Linked DNA regions of Manis pentadactyla: region 1 is linked to region 2. A link is a contact called in public Hi-C data. All regions are on one chromosome and are shown on one strand. The core of a region is the stretch at or near the end of the contact, and the rest is flanking DNA. Distances in the headings are between cores, read along the strand shown.

What was found. Hi-C and Micro-C count contacts between places; a contact is called where the count stands out from the background.
Region 1: a Hi-C map of fibroblasts shows a contact between it and region 2, with 6 times the contacts expected there. The contact joins the promoter of NPR1 here to the promoter of JTB in region 2. A contact is called at or near these places in 3 of 3 Hi-C or Micro-C datasets (blood, fibroblasts and skin fibroblasts).

Annotation. Positions count from the first base shown.
Region 1 is chr19:11,981,842-11,985,361 of mManPen7.hap1, reverse strand. NPR1 (natriuretic peptide receptor 1) reads left to right here and starts at 2,184. Exons shown (of 22, transcript XM_036922232.2): 1 at 2,184-3,520. The coding sequence starts at 2,965.
Region 2 is chr19:11,743,581-11,747,188 of mManPen7.hap1, reverse strand. JTB (jumping translocation breakpoint) reads right to left here and starts at 1,577. Exons shown (of 5, transcript XM_036922261.2): 1 at 1,178-1,577; 2 at 983-1,020; 3 at 700-782; 4 at 174-253. The coding sequence starts at 1,260.

The DNA.
Region 1 (3,520 bases), core at 935-3,434, 240 kb before region 2:
TAGCATCAGAACTGAGTTGAGTTCTCGGACACCCTGCTGGTATTTGGGAATGCTTGGTGTTATATGTAGGAAGACCCCCTCCCACATACTTACCACACCTTGGAATTGGGTCCTGGAACCTGAACAGAGTTATACTACTATTACTGCTGTGTATAATGCTATTCTTTTTTCTGTATGTGAAAGAACACATTGTACTGTCTTATGAGTTCTTTGATTTGCAAAAGTATTTCCTCCAACATTTTTTGTTGTCTTCAACTTGCTGATTGGACAGATTATTCAGCACCATTGTGGAAAGAGGAGCTCAATTACTAAATTAGATTTCTAATCCAGTCTTTCTTCAGAGCTCCAGCTCCACTATTCCAATGGTCTATTGGACACCTCCTCATTGGTATCTACAGGCACTGCAAACCCAATAAACTAAAATTATCATTCCCCAAAAAATGGATTATTCAGCTTCTCAACAAATGAGTCCATGTTACCCAGACTTCAATTATTTGTATACTGTCTTGCTGAAGTCCAATTATTCTACTTATAAAACATCTCCCTATAGTCAACAATACTGTTATGCATTTAAAAAGTTAAGAGGGTGGATCCCATGTTAAGTGTTCTTAACATACACAGCCATACACAAAAGGACACAGGAAAACTTTTGGAGGTAATGGATATGTTTATTACTCTGACATTGTGGTGATGGCTTCACAGGCACATGTGTCATATGTACAAATGTCCAAGCTCATCAAATTATATACATTAAATATGTACAAGCTTATTGTATGTCAATTATATCTCAATAAAACTGCTTTTTTTAAATCTCCCAATCTCTTATCTATCTTTACAGTCTTTGGAGCACCTCTTATAAGACACGCTTATCACACAAAAGCTTGCATGATCTGCCCTCTGTTGCCCTTTCTTCCTTCTCAGTCATTCCTACAGGGACACACACATCACACCCTAGATCAGGATTACAAAAAAACTCCTACTACAGCCTCCCAGGTAGTGCAAAGGAGTGAACCAGGTGGGTAGGAACTGTGATGAAATAGACTCATCTCAAGGAGGTAATGGATACTTGGTTTCAACCGATCATGGAGGGATGTAGGATCTGTCTATTGCCAACTCTCTGACTTTAAGTCAGAAATCCAAATATTCTTATGCCATCTGCTGCTTTTTAAGTCTGGACAATTAAAGATACATACAGAGAATGAATGCCAAACAAAACATGCCTGCCATCTGAAGTTGGTCCATGCGCTGTCCTTTGCTCTAGCCCATAAGCATATTCAAAATTCTCCTGAAATTCCAAATACAGGAAACATACTTCAGCATTCTGCTCTTTCTGCACAGAATACCCTTCTCATCTTTCTACTCTTGCTGGGTTACTTCTCTTTGCACATTTTCCTGGCCCCAATGCAGGCAGAAGTAATAGTCCTCATTCGAGCCTCATAAATTTATACATCTCTTTGTTGCAGTGCTTAACCACTTTACATTATGGCTACTTGACCCAAGTAGAGCTCTCAAAGGCACCGACGTGTTTCCGGAGGGCATCTTTATGCTGTCAGCATCTAAGAATCTAGTTGAGTACTAAGTCCTCTGGAAATGTTTGCTGAACCAGAAGCTTGTTGATCTTCCATCCACTCTAGGCTCACGACGAGATTGGCGGCGCGGTGCAATGACTCCTGATGACCATTAGAGGGCAAGCTGATTCCACAGCAGTTGGAATCCATCCATAGCTTAAGGACTCAGCGGTCAAGTGCCCCCAAAACCTCTCCCCAGTTTACGTCGCCACTGGTCATTTCCAACACCATCTCCCACCGCCACCACATACCCCATTTTCAACAATCCTTAAACAAAATGCGCATATTTCTTGAGCGTCCCCGAGGTCACACCTCTTCCCCCTTATCCCCCAGCCACCCACTAGCTCTTCTCCCCCCTTCCTACAACTATCTGGGAACTGAAGAGCTAACTCCGTCCTTCCACTAGATCTTTTGTCTCCGCTAATCCGCTAAATCTGGAATTTGGGGAGAAGGGTGGCTCCTAGATGGACTGGGTCACTGGGACCTTGGGCTCACTCACTTTAACGCTTATTTCAAAAACCCGTCACCCTCCCGCCGCACCCCCGGGCACACACAGCCCCCTCCCAGCCACCCCCACCACCCCCCACACACACCTTTTCCTGCCACGATTCCAACCCGGGACATCTTTCCCTCTTTCCCAGACCAAACCAGGTAGGAGCGGAGGGACAAGGTGCGGCGCAAGAGGCCCCCGGCTGCTCCCAAGTACATCTCTATCTGTCCTTCCCATCCCCGCGAGGGAGCCCCTTCTGCGGGCGCCGCTTCTCTGAGGAGGAAGGCGTTGGGCGGCCCAGGTGCCGTGAGAGGGTCTACGGGGACGCGCGCGGGCTGCGGGGCGCGCCAATGCCCGCGACTTCGGGGCGGGGAGGAAAGAGTTAAAGATCCAGGACTGGCTCTCCGGTCGCGGGGGCTGGGAGGGGAGCAGCCGGGAGGGAGGGCTCGGAGCTTGGCTCCGGTCCTCCGCAGTCCCCCCCGGACAGCCGGAGACTTGCGCCGGCCGGACGCCCCTCTGGCACACTCCCTGGGACGGCGCTCGCGCACGCATGCAAACACCCACACTCCGCTCTCCCTCCCTCGCGCCCTCTCCCATCCTTCTCCCCGGGCGCCCTCTCACACTCGCCTCTCGCTAACACGCGCGCTCTCACTCCCACCCTGGCCCTCCCCGCCCCGGCGCACCTCTTTGGCGCCCACCTGCTCCGCAGCGCCCTCCGCGCGCCCCTGCGCTCCCGGCCCGGCCCGTCGCAGCTGGTGGGGGCAGCGGGCCCCGGGGTGAGCGCCCCCATCCCGCTCCTCCTCCCTCCCACGGGGCGCGCCCGATGCCCGGGGCTGGCCGCTGAGCCCGAGGGGACCGAGGAGGCCACGGTGGGAGCGCTCGCCCGCCGCGGGGCCCGCTGAGGCCATGCTGCGCCCCGGGCGCCCCGCACTCGCTCGCCGGAGCCTGCTCCTGCTTCTGGCTGCGCTGCTACTGCTGCTCCCGGGCAGCCACGCGGGCAACCTGACGGTGGCCGTGGTTCTGCCGCTGGCCAACACCTCGTACCCGTGGGCGTGGGCGCGCGTGGGACCGGCCGTGGAGCTGGCCCTGGCCCGGGTGAAGGCGCGGCCCGACCTGCTGCCCGGCTGGACAGTCCGCACGGTGCTGGGCAGCAGCGAGAACGCGCTGGGCGTGTGCTCCGACACCGCCGCGCCGCTGGCCGCGGTGGACCTCAAGTGGGAGCACGACCCCGCGGTGTTCCTGGGCCCCGGCTGCGTGTACGCCGCGGCGCCGGTGGGGCGCTTCACCGCGCACTGGCGGGTGCCGCTGCTGACCGCGGGCGCGCCGGCGCTGGGCTTCGGAGCCAAGGACGAGTACGCGCTGACCACCCGCGCGGGGCCCAGCCACGCCAAGCTGGGCGACTTCGTGGCGGCGTTGCACCGACGGCTGGGCTGGGAGCGCCAGGCGCTCGTGCTCTACGCCT
Region 2 (3,608 bases), core at 328-2,827:
TAATACAGTGCTGAGGAATAGAGGTGGAACTTGGGTTCAAATAATTTGGCTCCAAATCTCCTCCTGTTTCCAATATGCCATGCTACCTCGAGGAAGAGGTGGGACTATTTACCTAAAGTCACAGGAGCCAAAGAGGTTATCTATGTGGCTTCAAAAAAAGAAATAGCACTTGCCTTTTGAACTCATTCCTCTTAGATGAACTACACGTGATTTTCTCCACATACCCTGTGGAACCACACTCAGGGGTGGTTTTCTGCCAGGAGAGAAGGACCAAAACTCATGTTAAGAAGGGACAGCAGGAAATGCAGAAAGACTGCCATTTAGAAGAGGCAGATGCCCAACTGCTATGGCTCACAGCTGGTTGGTGACAGAACTGACGAAGAGTTCCAGTGTGGATGGTGAGGGTGGGGGCTGCATGATCAGAAATATGTATTAGGAAGAACACCTCAGGGGCAATAGTCTTAAGAGAGGCAGGGACAGGATCCAGAGCTCATGTTAGGGTTAAAAATGGACAGGATTAAAAGGAACAGAACAAGGTTCTTGACTAAATATTGCCATGAACTTGGAAAGAAAAGGGTATATTTTCAGGGGGAAGACAAGTGCGAATATGGACACCTACTGAGACTGCATGGGAACGCACACTTAATATGACTGAGGGGCTGATAAGAAATGAGAAAAAAGGGAGAGACTGATACTCACAGTTTGAAAGCTAGAACACGGAGCACACTCTTCTGCCACCACAAACTCTTCCACCAGCCAGCACGGCAAATTTGAGGTGCTCACTAAAAGGGGAGAGAAAGGACAGCCTGAGGCCTCATTTAGCAAATATTTCTTCCAGAGTTCTACCCACTGGACTTGCCAGCACAGCTGAATGCTCTCATTCAACGTGGTGCCGCCCCTTTCACCTGCGCCCTTGGTATACCTGAGAGGATGTCAAACAAAACCAAACTCTGGGGTGTCGGGTTCCCAGACCATAACCCACCTGACAGCTTCTCCTCCCGCACGGGAGCCTCCGCTTGGCTGCAGCGGGTGAGGGAGGGAAAGGGGCAGAAGTCAGAGGCCAGAAAAGAGGAAACCCCCCACCTCCGTGGAGCAGCAACACAGTCTCCTTCATCCGCCCGCGGGGACCAGTCCGTCCTCCCGTCCCCTTTTTGCCCTGCCCTCGGCCGCTCCTTACCAGAGCTTTAAGGTGACAGCGCAGAGCAACCAGCAGAGGCGGCGGCCCCGGGGGAGGCCATGCCTCCCCGCGCCCGTAGGCATGGAGTGCTCAGGGTCGCGCCTGCCGGGACAGAGGGACGGGCTTGCCTGGCCTCGGGCCTCGGTCGAAGCGCAGAGGCGGTGCTTACTCTGCAGACCTCCGGGAGGCTCCGGGTCAGGGCTTCGAAACGCTGAGGCTGCCAATCGGGGCACAGGCTCTACTGGGACGTCCCCATGGCCACGGCGAGAAAAGCCAGGAACTCCTGGAGTTGCCTTCTTCCGCCCTGCAGAGCCCCGGGCACAGGCCGAGGGGCGCAGGGCCTACCACCCCCTCAGCTGCGCTTCCGCTCCCGGCGCGGCCATCTTGCCCCGCGGAGGAACCTGGGGCGGCAGCGGATCCCACCCGCTAGGCCCGCGGGTCGCAGTGAGGCGCCGCGCCGGCGCCTGACGGGCTTTGTAGTCTTTCGGGGTTGGTGGCGCCTCTCCCGCGGCTCCCTGGGAATCGGATCTCACTGCGTTTGCGCGGCGAGATGCGGCCCATTGGCTCGGCGCAATGTTGCATTTTGGTTCCGGTAGTTTTTGGTGGGAACCGAGGAAATGGCGGTGGACAACCTTGTGTGGGTTCTCTGTTCGCTGCTCCGTGTGCCCCTTCTGGGCTAGGTGAGGAACCAGACGTAAAAAGGAACAATACATCTCCCTCCCAAGACTTTGCTCCCTCCTTAAAACCCTGGGATTCACCTTTAAGCATCAACCGTTCGGCCACCCTTCCCTGTCTCATCCTTCCCTCCTCGGGCGGTCAAGGGGACAAGCTGGTTGGTGGTCCCGCGTTAGAAGTGAAACTGCACTTTTCTTCCTATAGGAGCAGGAATCCTCGAGACCCACAGAGAACGTGAAGGCTTCCTCTGTCTCTGGGCTCCCGCTGCACTCTGCACAGATGAATGAGGTTACTTTCCCACACGTTAATTTAAATCATTCCCCAGAACTGGTCCTTGGAATAGTCTCAATTGTTTCCAACTCCCTCTTGCTCCTACATAATGGAGTAATCATTAATGTAATTAGTTGAGGAGGTACTTAAACCAGATAAATATGGGTGTTAATACTCTGGACCCGACCTCTCAAGATCAAAGGACTTGTCCCCATACTTCCTGTGCTAGAAGTCTTTCTAAGCCTAAAGCCCACTGCTACTTTCCTTCCCCATAGCCTTTACTGCTCGACCACTTTATTTTGGGATTGAGAATATGTCTGGTGGTGGAAAAAAACCACAAAACCCTGGTGAGGGCTGAGCTTTGATTTTCTTGTGACTAAATTTGTTCCTTGTTTGTGTGTCAGTACTTGGATGTTACAAAAAGTAGGTATGGGTTTTTTCTATAATAAAAGTTTGGCTGAAATTTTCTAGTATTCTGTTAATCTTTACCCCATCCTACTATATCTCTTTCCTTTTCTTTTTTTTTTCATTTTACCAGACCTATGCTGTCTCTTGACAAGCTGTGAGATCTCAAAAAAACTCACTTTCAATAGTCATACCAAACAACTGAATAGGTTCTCTACACCGAAACTGATTTTAAAATAATCTGCTCCGGAGTGTGATGATGATGTCAGTCAATCTTCTTCCTAGGATTCACAAAATGCAAGTCTGTCTTCACCTCTTAAGCAAATTAAACCAGCTGGGCAGTTAATTACAGAGCTTAAACATAAGCTACAGATAAGGCTATTACCCCAGCAAAGCTTGGATTTTTAATACATTCATCGAATTATTTTGCAAGTCCTTCTCCCAGCCCTGCCCAATATTTTTCTAAGTGTTGTCTTTTACCAACAGAAACAGCAGCACGAAAAAGGCTTTGCTGCTGACTGCATGGTGTGCAATTCACTTCCATACTGCAGGCTTGGGGATTTCTTAAATGCCTTGAACTCATATTCGTGAATAAAACTTCTAATAGTAGTTTTGTCTAAACCAAACCTGCAGTCTCGTTAATCCTGAGAAAAGATCAAGTCTGTGAGATGATTTTGCTGTTTAAAAAATACTATGTAAGGGTGAAAGAGGGCAGTGTATCAAGCATGAGTCTTTCGGTGGTGGTTCTTTTGTAAGCCAATCGTTTTGCCTCTTTGCTATTCAGTAGTTAGGAGCTGGTTTTGTGAAAATTTGCTTGTCCTTCTTATAAATACCAAGCTTATGTGAAGTTGACAACTGCCTGGCACATTAGTAGATGCTCAATAAATATTTATGACTAAATAGACCTCTTCTGTGTCTTTTTTCCCTCATCTCTAAAAGCAGATAAATATGCCCACCAGCTACCTAAAGGGGTTGCTGGTAGGATCAAATATGCTTTGCAGAAATCAGTGTATAAACAATATGAGGTCCTGTTACTTCCCTGAGGCTAGGGCTGTCACTCCCCTGGGAAGGCCCAAGAAAG